2 separate regions of the Mus musculus genome follow, and region 2 is linked to region 1. Evidence: chromatin contacts called from public HiChIP or PLAC-seq data. All regions are on one chromosome and are shown on one strand. Each heading gives the region's core, a stretch centred on a gene start, on an enhancer-like site or on the middle of the called end of the contact. The rest is flanking DNA. Distances are from core to core; before and after follow the strand shown. Region 1 overlaps Abi3 (ABI gene family, member 3). Region 2 overlaps Skap1 (src family associated phosphoprotein 1).

The links. HiChIP or PLAC-seq counts read pairs in DNA pulled down with a chosen protein or histone mark.
Region 2: a FOXA1 HiChIP or PLAC-seq map of pancreatic cancer cells shows a contact between it and region 1. The contact joins two enhancer-like sites. A contact is called at or near these places in 1 of 39 promoter capture datasets (hippocampal neurons), 4 of 115 datasets of contacts at active chromatin or transcription factors (embryonic forebrain, forebrain, pancreatic cancer cells and 1 more) and 1 of 9 other capture datasets (macrophages).

Annotation. Positions count from the first base shown.
Region 1 is chr11:95,833,756-95,839,546 of GRCm38.p6, forward strand. Abi3 (ABI gene family, member 3) reads right to left here. Exons shown (of 8, transcript NM_025659.4): 2 at 3,315-3,482; 3 at 2,023-2,199; 4 at 551-636; 5 at 248-343; 6 at 1-45. Among named protein-coding and RNA genes, the nearest start is that of Abi3, 5.8 kb to the right of the region's middle. Within about 2 kb of position 3,491, at least 58 of the 459 cell types and tissues checked have an H3K27ac peak or open chromatin away from gene starts, as enhancers often do. A contact at or near this core is called in pancreatic cancer cells, where this site is marked.
Region 2 is chr11:96,744,555-96,749,752 of GRCm38.p6, forward strand. All of the region lies in intron 10 of Skap1 (src family associated phosphoprotein 1), which reads left to right. Among named protein-coding and RNA genes, the nearest start is that of Snx11, 30 kb to the right of the region's middle. Within about 2 kb of position 3,162, at least 52 of the 459 cell types and tissues checked have an H3K27ac peak or open chromatin away from gene starts, as enhancers often do. A contact at or near this core is called in pancreatic cancer cells, where this site is marked.

The DNA.
Region 1 (5,791 bases), core at 2,241-4,740:
ACCTGTCCCTTGGACTGGGGGATCCCACTGGCACCTTCCGCACTGCTAAAAGACCAGATTATATGCTGATTAGGGACGGACGCCTTCTAGCCCAGCGTCCCAGAGGGGTCCCCAGACCTCATAGTAAGATCTGCATTAATTTTTCCCCCAGCTAGTGGTTTTTCGTTTTCTCAACCACAAGACTGCCTGGAGGCCACCTCTCAAAATCCACCTGCTGTCTACCCACCCACTAGACTCAAGTGCTCACCCTGCCGAGGCCAAGGAAGAGGCAGAGGAGGCAGCGGAGAGCTTGCCGTCTGGCACGGCTGGGAGCTGCACCGGCTCAGGGATCCGGGGTGGTCTCCTAGGGAGTGGAGTAGGGTGGTGTGAGGAGGGAGGGTTCTCTGCTGAGCAGAGTTTAGGGTTGAGGAAGGGCGACTGGCGGAGGGTGAAGCTGGGTGCCAGGCGCAGCAGCGTCAAGGCGCCAGGTGCTGAGGGTGAGGGGTGGAAGAAGCAGTTGAGAACCACGAGTGGCTGGGTAGGGCTGGTTGGCATGGCCTTGAGGCCTCACCCCAGCGTGGCGGAAACAGGTGTAGCAGGCGCCTTTATGCTCTTGCGAGACAGGGTCCCGGTCCGTGACAGCTGCGTGCTCAAGTCCTGAAGGGAGAACGATAGGGTTGATTGACATCTGGGACACGGGGAGGCATTCTTACCCACATCCCTGAGAGGAAATGGGGGAGGGGAGCGGAGGGCGAGAACTGGGAGGGCTAGCCAGACTCAGCAAGTTCCTACTTCCACTTCTCAGCCCTCCTCCCGTCCTAACCCTACCCCCACCCCTTAGGCCTGCAGCAGGTCCCCCAAAGCCGTCCCACAGAAAACAACCCGCAGCACAGACGCCGTCTGAAGGCCACTTCCTCTGCACAGCCACAGTGACTGAGTTGCCCTTTGCAACCCCACACTATCTCAAATTCTCAGGGATCTGGGTGGCTTGGTGGTCCTTAGCTCTGATTTAGCTTGTACTCCAGCGCGAGCTAAGGAGCCTCACATACGGGGGGGGGGGGGACTCCTTGTTTCCCAGAAACCTATGGAAGTGACCGTCCCCAAATTCAAGGCAGAGGGATGGCAGAAGCCAAGACACTTAGGAGAGTCTCAATGATGGGGTGCAATCCCAAAGCCAAGAGACACCTCTGAAACTGGGACTTCCCCCAGCGTGAGCAGGGGAGGGGATGGTGTGGGGGAGGTCATGTTCTCTGTCACCCTGCCCCACTAGAGGCAAGACGGGAATTACAGGATAAAGGATAAGTTGGAGGCTGGGTACATAGCTCAGGATGGAGCTTCTGCTGAGTTTATAGAAGGCCTGGGTTCCACCCAGGGCACCATCAAAAGAAAAACAAAAGATAAGAAGGCTGGACAGGAAAAAGGAACGGATAGAGAGAGCTGGGAACTGAAGGAAAGAGGTATTTTCTCTCCTGGGGGTCTGGCATAGTATCAAGGGGTTAAGACCCAGGAAAGCTTCTAATCTAATCTGACATGAAGCAGTTGGGCACAGTGTGATAAGGTCCCCTCCGCCAACTCTTTTTGTTGCTGCCTCCTGTCCCTATCAGCAGCATTCTGGAGTGACTTCTTAGAGCAATGACCTCAAACCCCCAGACAGAGGAAGTCGCTATTCTCATGTGGCTGAGGAGAGGTTCTCATGCGTGCCCTGACACCCTTCCCCCTCCTCCCCCTCTTCCCCTTCTCACACACACACACACACACACACACACACACACACACACACACACACACACCACACACACGACCCACTGTGGGGTGGGAGTGGGGGGTGGGGCCGGGACAGCTTATGATCTTCCAGGAGCAGTGTCTGAGTAGAGGGAAGTTAAGGACCTAGGGAGAGTGGAGTTTAGGCCACGTGTCCTGGAGTGTGGAGAGGAAGAAGGGGATGTGAGGTCGTACAAAAGCTTGGGGAAAGGCGAGACGAGAGGGAGCTAGCTGTACGGCAGGACAGGGTGGGCAGTGGGGGGTCAGCAGGGTTTCCCTTACCTTGACTCCGTGGCCAATGTCATCCAAGCAGGCAAAGTTGAGGGGTTTTCTGTGGTAGGGAGTGAGGGAAGGCAGGCTCTCAGGAGGGATGACTTTCTGGTTAGAGGGCAGCCGCACAACAGTGGCCAAAGTGCCGATCTCCCTTCTAGCTACCTTCTCCATATGCATGTTTACCATCTGCACGACAGGGTCGGGAGGTGGGAGGAGACCGTGAGAAACAGCCTGTACAACACCATTCCCTTTAAAAGAGGGAGAAAGCTAACTAACGGGAGGCAGAGGGAGGCAGGTAGAGCTCTGTGAGTTTGAAGCCAACCTGGTCTATATGATGAGTTCTAGGCTATCCAGGGCTACATAGTGAGAACCCCCATCTCAAAGCAGGGGAGGAGGAAAGAATGGGGGTCATGGGGGGACCAGAGAGAGTCCCATGGCCATGCAGCCATTGGAGAAAGAAGAGCAGCAGAGGATGGAGCCACTTTGGAGCGACTTCCGGGTAGAAGAGAATGAAGGTTATTATTAGCTGTGCAGGAACCAGAAGAAAAGGGAGGGAAAAAAAATCCCTGGGGTTGCTGGACAGCAACCAAAGGACAGGGCAGGCTTTGGTGCAGATGGGCATTCCGTGGAGGTGGCAGAGAACTGTAACTAAATCAGCTGTCCCCTTCAGGGAACAAGTACGGGAATTAGCTTCCTCTCCAAATGTTCCCTCAGGCCTTGAGGGACGGGACCTTGGGTCTTCAGGAAGAAGAGGAAAACACACCCTATACACTGACCCCTCAGGGACCTATGGTCAGACCAAAAGAACTCCCACATGTTTTGTGGGGTCAAGGATCCAGGAAGGACGGCTGAGAGTATTTATGAGCCAAGGGTAGGTATTTATGAGCCAAGGGTGGGGACTCTGTATGGTGTTGGCACGGATTCCTGTGGGGCTGACGATGGGCTTGCCTGGCCTGCGTGGAGGGCATTTATTAATCATTGGATGTGTTCCAATGAAGACAGGGTGGCCTTTGGTCTCTCCTGCTCTCTGCAGGTACTATGAAGAGCAAACAAAGAAAGCTTTTAGAGAGAGAGAGAGAGAGAGAGAGAGAGAGAGAGGGAGAGAGAGAGAGAGAGAAACTTTGTATCTAATGGGGTAGCAAGAACAACACTGAGACACAGCCATGATAGATGTCTCCAAAGTCTGGAATGTGCCAACTTTCTGCAGTCCGGTTGGCCAGGTGGGCATGGAGAAATGTAGGGCTATTTGAGTGGGACTGAAGAGCCAGGACAGAAAGAGGGATGCCTTCCCACATCCTTACCTGGCCCAGTGTGCTCATCTTGGCTTCTACCTGCCGCAGGGCAGCACCCTGTAGATCCAGCATTCGAAGAGTATGCCCGGCCAGGTTACCCACTTGGTAGGCCACACTGGCTAGGGCCTGGGTGGTGAAAGCCATCGTCTCTTCCAGCGCCTTCCGCTTGTCTGTGGCCTGAAATACACACAGCCTTGGCCCGAGGCCAGCACATTCCACTGCTTCCTTGGCAGAGTCGGATGGAGCCAGAAGAGAATCTAAGGAAGGCCAGAGCTGAACTTGGAGAAAGCTGCGGTCCTTAGATGCCTGAGGTAGCTTTCCAGAAGGATGGTGTTGGAGTAAGTGGGGCATGGGAGGAGAGTGCAAGGAACATTGGGAAAGCAGATCGCAGCCTGAGAGAACTGGCTGTGAGAGTCGGGGCAGGAATCCTGTCCTCCAGTAGTTGAGGTGAGGCCAGAGTTGAGAGGACCCTACTGCCTCCCTCAGCAAGTGTCTCCTGGCAGGCTGGCTGGTGACAGGAAGGGGAAGGCGATGCTGGCTAGGGGAGACATTCAGCCACTTAAAACTCAACCAGCCAATAGCAGGCTCTTACCTATAAACCAAAGTCCTCAAACCAAAGTAAGGCCAGGAGAGACAGCCCCCTACTGACCTTGCACTTCCTTAGCCCCAACCCTCAGGAAGGTGTATAGGAACCGAGAGATGGGCAGCGTGTCCCAGAGCCAAATGACTTCATCCTCTCATTGCCGCTGACAGCTTTCTAACATGCTTCGCTTCTTTTCCTTCCTTCTTTTCTTTTCTTTTCTTTCTTTCTTTTTTTTTTTTTGAAACAGGGTTTCATGTAGTATAGGCTCACATTCTCTGTGTAGCCAAAGCTGGTTGGCCTTGAACTCCTGATATCCTTCTGCCTCCATCTCCTATGTGCTAGGATTAGAGGTGTGTGCCATGGCACAGTTGGCATTACTGCTGTTGCTGGTACTACTACTACTACTACTACTACTACTATGTTTTTTGAGACAGAGTAGCCTTGGCTCTCCTGGAACTCACTCTGTAGACCAGGCTGGCCTTAAACTCAGAGATCCACCTGCTTCTGCCCCCTGAATGCTGGGATCAAAGGTGTGTGACATCTCCACCCGCCCATGCACAGTTGGCTTTAAGATACTATCTTCTGCCTTACACACACATCCCTTGCTTCTCTCTAGCCACACTAGCTCCTGGCGTTCTAATCCCTAGAAGGAGAGATTGTGTTCCTACCTCAGGGCCTTGGCGCCTACACTTCTTAGAGCTCTTCTCACTAGATGGTTCCAGCGTCTCCACTTCTCTCAGTGCCCTAAGCTTTTACCCAGCTCGCATTTATGACGTATCATATTTGCCCTGTTCTTTCTTTTTCTTTTCACCCCTCCCTCATCCAAATATCAACACCCTGAAAACAGAGCTGGTCCATTCCGTTTTGCATCCTATGCTGGCATAGTCCTCAGCACACAGAAGATACTTAATACATGTGCATTTGTTGGCTGGTTGACAGGCCAAAGGAGAACCCAACACGAGGTGGGCAGCTTCCTACGGCATGCCAGACACTGGCCAGGGCCACACTGCCAGTCACTGGGAAAGGGATGACCAGAGAGTGGCTAAAGACAAAAGAGGGCTTTTTTTGGTCCCAGACCAGACCTTCAGGCCTGGGTCTCTTGCTTCACCAAACAGCTTCCTCCTTTCCCGTCAACCATGAGCACGGAAGCCTGTCCTTTTGGGTGGTGTGGGGAGGTAGAGGTGAGACCAAGGCAAATTAGAAGGGGCAGTGTACTGACAGGCAAGGCTGCACCCCTGTGGCCTCCTTGCTTGGGATTTTGTGTGCTCCATGGGCCCCACCACTGGTGCTATAAGAGTTGTATCCTCTGTGAGATTCCTCTGGGTTCCCCTCATGCAACCTGAACTAGAGAGAACCTTCTGGAAAAACCCGCGCCATGGTCCTTCCCTTCCCTGCTTTTCTGTTCTGACAGCAGGAAACCGATGTTCATTTGTGTGCTGATTTACATGTCATCTGCATATGCAATAAAATTTACATCTCATCAGCATATGCCACCCAAAATATTGGCTAAGCAGAGAAGCTAGAGAGGGCTGCAGGCTTCGCTCTAGGTCTTTGTTTCATAGGTAAGAAAACAGGCTCCCTCTGCCTGGTACCCAGCCTGGCACATGGACTTTGCAACCCAAACAAGAAAGGTGCCTGTTTGGGCCCAGCTCTGGGTTCCTCTAGCCCAGATGTTTCTAACTAACCTCTAGCTTTAAACTTGTCCCAAAGTCAGGTCTGGAGGAGCAAGGGCCTGAGATCCTTCACCTAAGCTGTCATGCAAATGACCCTGTTTTTACGCTCAGTCAACCCTGACCTATGCTGACCCATCTGCCTCCTGCATGGGCTTCTGACACTTAGTTGGGGAAAGATGGGACAGAGACTTTATTAAAGACATCACCCCAAATTTTTCCTCTGTAGACAG
Region 2 (5,198 bases), core at 1,912-4,411, 910 kb after region 1:
ACGATTGATTGGATTTTCCCATACATATATCAGGCACTTATTGATCTTTTGTGTCCAAGCCTGATTGATTGTTTTCTTCAAGAGGGAGCCTCTCACTTACAACACTAACACAGTGAACTTTGATGGTTAAGAGAATAGAAGTCTCAAGTGTTTCAGGGCCTCTTGTTGCACAGAAGCTTAGAGGCCACTTTGATGTGAAAAAGGAACTCACCCAAGGCCTCCATAACAGAGCCTTCTCAATGGAGCTAAGCCCGTCAGAGGCTTGTGCCAAAAGCCACTGAAATCTATGAAAGCCTTTGAAGTCAAAGTGTAAATGCTGGTCCCTATGACAGGCAAATATGGTCAGGAAGGGAGAGGATACAGGCAGGATTCAGGAAAGGACCCACACCTAGAAAACCCCAGCAAGTGAGGAACAAGGATTCTTGGTTGTTGTTGTTGTTAATTATATTTTGTTCAGTAAAGTTAGTAGAGTCAATAATAGGACAAAGTCCAGACCTAGGCCATGAAATCCACTGTCTTTTCCTCTAGGGTGCTCGTCTGTAAACTGGGGAGGATTCATAAACCCTTTGAGGATCTAATGAAGACTCCGGGCATGGGACCCACGTATACTTCCACCCAAAATGTAATGCCAATTTCGAGAATTCAGAAAAAGTCTTTCCCATCCCTCCATAGACAGGTTAAGGGTTGACAGATTCCAGTGTAAGACTTGAAGCCTTAAGAGGCTGTGAGCTCCTTCTGTTGGAACAGCCTAGGATTCACTGAGCCTAGAAATTGAATTCTCATCCCAAGACAGGATGGTCATTCCAGGTCATGTCTGTGCTACTCCAGGGGAGCCATGGAAGAGCTTATACAAATAGGAACCAGCAGGGAGGAGAGAAATTAAAATGTAGCAATCATGGAGTAGGGGTATTTAATCTCTTTTAAGGCTTATGATAGGCGCCTGCTGGTTTTCTCCCTGATGTCCCCTGACACCTACTGACAGGGTATTTACAGCACCACACAGAGGCTCAAGGCCCTGTGACAGGAGGAACACTGAGGAGGCCTATCATAGTCTTGAAACCATAAACAGCAATAGGAAGACACTGGAGGCAGAGTCAAGCTGTGTGACATGCCTGTTGTTGATGACCATACTGCTTTTTGTTTATAGGATCGGCTGTTCTTTTTATGGCAGGTCTGGTGGGTTGGTTTTGTTGTTGTTTTGGGTTTTTTTGGCTTTGTTTTTTCTTGTTGATTGTGATCAGCAGCATACATCCCTTTAGGGCTGTGTGCCATCCCCCATAAACACTTCTGATTGTGGGTGACAGTGAGCACTGTGTGCAACTCAGGTTCATCCAACCTGCCATTCACCCAAGCCAATCGTCCCTCTGTCCTGATCATGGAGACCAAACACCAACTTTCATTTTCAAAACCTCTTCGCTGGGAGTGGAAGGGGTTCAGGGAGATCTGACAAGGTTCAAGTTGAGAGAAACAGATGTTTCATCAAAAGTGGAAAAAAGCAACATGCCATATTTATTTCTTCCAGATGAGATGTGATGTGAAGCAGAACATGTGAGGAGTTTTGTTGTGGGGTCTTGGTTTGTTTGTTTGGGTTTGGGTTTTTTTTTTAATCTAGAACTTATTCAAGTAATAATTCGGTACCATTAAGACCATTAAACCCAGCACTGGGGAGGCAAAAGCAGGCAGATTTCTGGGTTCGAGACCAGCCTGGTCTACAGAGAGAGTTCCTGAACAGCCAGGACTACACAGAGAAACCTTGTCTCGAAAACAAACAAACAAACAAAAACAAACAACAACAAAAAGACCATTAAAGTCTCACCTTTAGCCTTCATAGTATACAGAGTCATGGAGTGGAGAACATGTGTAGTTTGGATGCCCCAGTGATATATACAATGATATGTATAGGTATGTGTCCCCAGTTTGAAGGTAGAGACACTTCTGCGTTGAAGAAGTCTGTACATCTCCTGGGAGCCTCAAAGCACTCTTCCCAATTTTTTTCCAAACAGCTGGGCCAAGAGAAGTTCAGATTTTATGGGGAAAACATTGATCCCAGAAATTCAGTTCAGTTCGATCCTAAAAACTAAAACCCAAGAATCAGCAACTTAATAAAAAAAGCAGTAAATTAGCACCTCTAGACAGTAGAAGAGTTCATTCAGAGCTTGGGTCTGCCTGGCTGAGCCAGTATTCTCTCCATTTTAATAGTTTAATAAAAATTAGCATAATTAACGAACATCTGTATGATCCAGAGTGGTGCAATTTGGCACTTGGAAACGAGGGCTTAAACATGATTGCTGTGAGTTTAATGTTGTTTTAATTCTTTTTGGCACTGTGCAGTGAAATAAACGTTTGGTGGTGATAGTTCTCGGCCGGATCTCATTTGCATTTTTCTCCCCTTGATTATGAGCAATTGTGGACTCCCCAGCAATTCATCAAAGTAGAAATTATTTTAAAATACCTCGTGGTGTTCAGACTGGGCTGGAGCAATGCATGGGGGGTGGTAGTGGGAGAGAAGGCTCGAAATTTCCATTCATGCTTTAAACCGCAGCCCTGCAGCCCTTTCTTCGGTATCCAGCCAGGGGATGAAATCTGGAAAAGACAGTCGGATCCCAGGACCTGTAGGTGCTTTGATTAAGCTCCCAGGCTTCCACAGCATGACACATATGGTCTCTGAGACTCTGCTCTCCTCTTCACTCTTCTGCCGGCTCTTTTGTTTTGAAGGGCAGAGAGCTGCTCTCAACTCGTTTCTGGTCTCACCACTGTGCTGAGCCCACTCCATCTGTGGTCGGCAGGTCAGCGCTCCCCTCGAGCAAGAGCAACCTGACTGGGAGCCTGGCCTTGGCAGGTGCCCTGCTGAGTCTCATCTGCTTCCAGTGTGCACCCTCTATGAGTTGACAGAGAGTACATCTCCAAGGCTTGGTCCCTCCTCCTGGCATCACAGCCAAAGGAGTCTGCAAAGTGTGAGTCAAAAGTCAAGGGTCATCTCAGCTAATCCCCGTAGGGCCAGTGCTTTATGGGAAGCCCTGCAACCTCACGGACACAAAAGCTTGACTTGAGGGAGTTAACTTTGGTCAGAAGACAGTCCGCCTCACCCTCTCTCTGCCTTTGAGAAAGCAAAGGAGCTGAGGCTAGTTCTTATGAGTTGTTGTGAGAGAGGAAGTCAGAGAGTCACAGCAAAGCCACGCAGATGTAGACATTCCTGTGGCTTGGCAAACATGGGGCAGCTCTAGGAGCAAACCTAAGACAGGAAGGATGAAGATGCAGTTCAGACTGAAAAACAAGCTAAAGGCAGAAACTGGGCTGACTTCAGCATGGGAAAATGAACCATGATGTCACTTGCATTGAGCTGTACTTTGAAATGTCCTGTCAGACACAGACTGAGGTAGCCTGAGTGAGTGTCATATGCAGACACACTAAAGAGGGAGGTGGCCTGGTGGGGGGAAGAAATGAGGAATAGTGCAAAGAGTGATGGACAGAAGCATTCAGTTATATAAGACGATGTTGTTGTTGTTTGGGGTTTTTTTTCTTTTTGCCTGTGTAAGTGGGTGTGTAAATTTTCACATGGGTATATACAGGTGCACATGCATGTGTGTATGTGTGCATATATGTAAAGGCCTGAAGTAGATATTAAGTGTCTTTCTTCTTCTGTGTGTTTGTTTTTTGGGTTGGTTCGGTTTGGTTTGTTTCTTTGTATTTTGAGCAGAGTCTCTCTGTATAGCCCTGGCTGTGTTCCACCAGTCTGGCCTTGAACTCACAGAGCTCCATCTGCCTCTGTTTCCCGAGTGCTAGGACTAAAGGTGTGGACCACCACAACCGGCTCTGGGTATCTTTCTTGATTGATTTCTATGTTACGCATTGAGGCAGGGCCTCCCTTGAGCCCAGAGCATCTAGCTGGCCTTCTGCTTCTGCTTCCCGTGTGCTGGGATTACCAGCAGCTGCTGTGCCCACCTGGCATTTATATGGACGCTGAAGATTGGAACTCAGGTCTTCATATTTGAAAGAGAGGCACTTCAGCTATTGAGCAGCTTTCCTATCCTCTACCGCGTTTGCGTTGGGTGTGATCATGTGTATACGTGTTTTGATTTGGGGAGGGGGTGGTTTTAGGTTTCTTTTGTTGGTGGTAGTTTGGCTTTTGATTTTGTTTGTTTGTTTGTTTTTGAGACAGTGTTTCACTTTGTAACCCAGGATGGTCTTGAATTCATAGCAATCTTTACTTCAGCCTCTACAATGCTGGGATGACAGGTATGAGCTATCACGCTCAGCTCCTTTTAGGACCTTTTAAAGTTCAGTCTTGGGGCTGGATAGATGGCTAAGCATTGGCATGGTTGAGAGTATCTGCTATTCTTACAGAGAATCCAAGTTTGGTTCCCAGTACCCACATGTGGCAGCTGACAACTGCTTATAACTCCCGTTCCAAGGGATTCAACACCCTCTTCTGGCACATGTGCATAGATAAATACATATGTAGATAGAATGATAGCTAGATAATAGATGGATAGATAGATGGATGGATGGATAGATAGATAGATAGATAGATAGATAGATAGATAGATAGATAAGTTGATATGATGTGATATGATTTATATGATATCACAGTCTTAGTAAGTTCTGGGCTAACTTGAGCTAATAAGTGAGAGAGGCTCTGCTCCAAAAGGGAAACAAGTCCTTAAAGGATTAGTTCAGTAGTCACTCACTGTCTCATGACTGTGGCATCTGAGACTTAGCAGGTAGGAAGCCATTTGGGGCCACTGTCTCCAAATGCAGCTGGTCTCTTCCTGCCACAACCTGTTCAGTCACTGGGGAAGTATGTAGGAGTTGGTTTAGATGCAGTCTGTTCAGTTGAGAGTGCAAATTCTTACTGCCCTGACATTTCTCCGTGGCCTCACTTAAAATGCATTTCTCAGACCCACTCTGTGCTTCCTGCTAAGAGCTCAACAAACAAAACCAAGAAGGGCCAGCCAGCGTTTAAAAAACGTGCCTGTCCTAGTTAGCATTAACTGTGAACTTGACATAGTCTACAATCATTTGGGGGTGGGGGGAGTCTGGATTTAATAATTTTTTATCGCATTGTTCTGTGGTCATATCTATGACAGATTGTCTTCACAGACTTTTTTTTTTTTATATATGCTTTGCCTGCATATATGTCTATGTACCATCCTGGGTACCTGGTGCATGCGGAGGTCAGAAGGGGGAATTGGATCTCC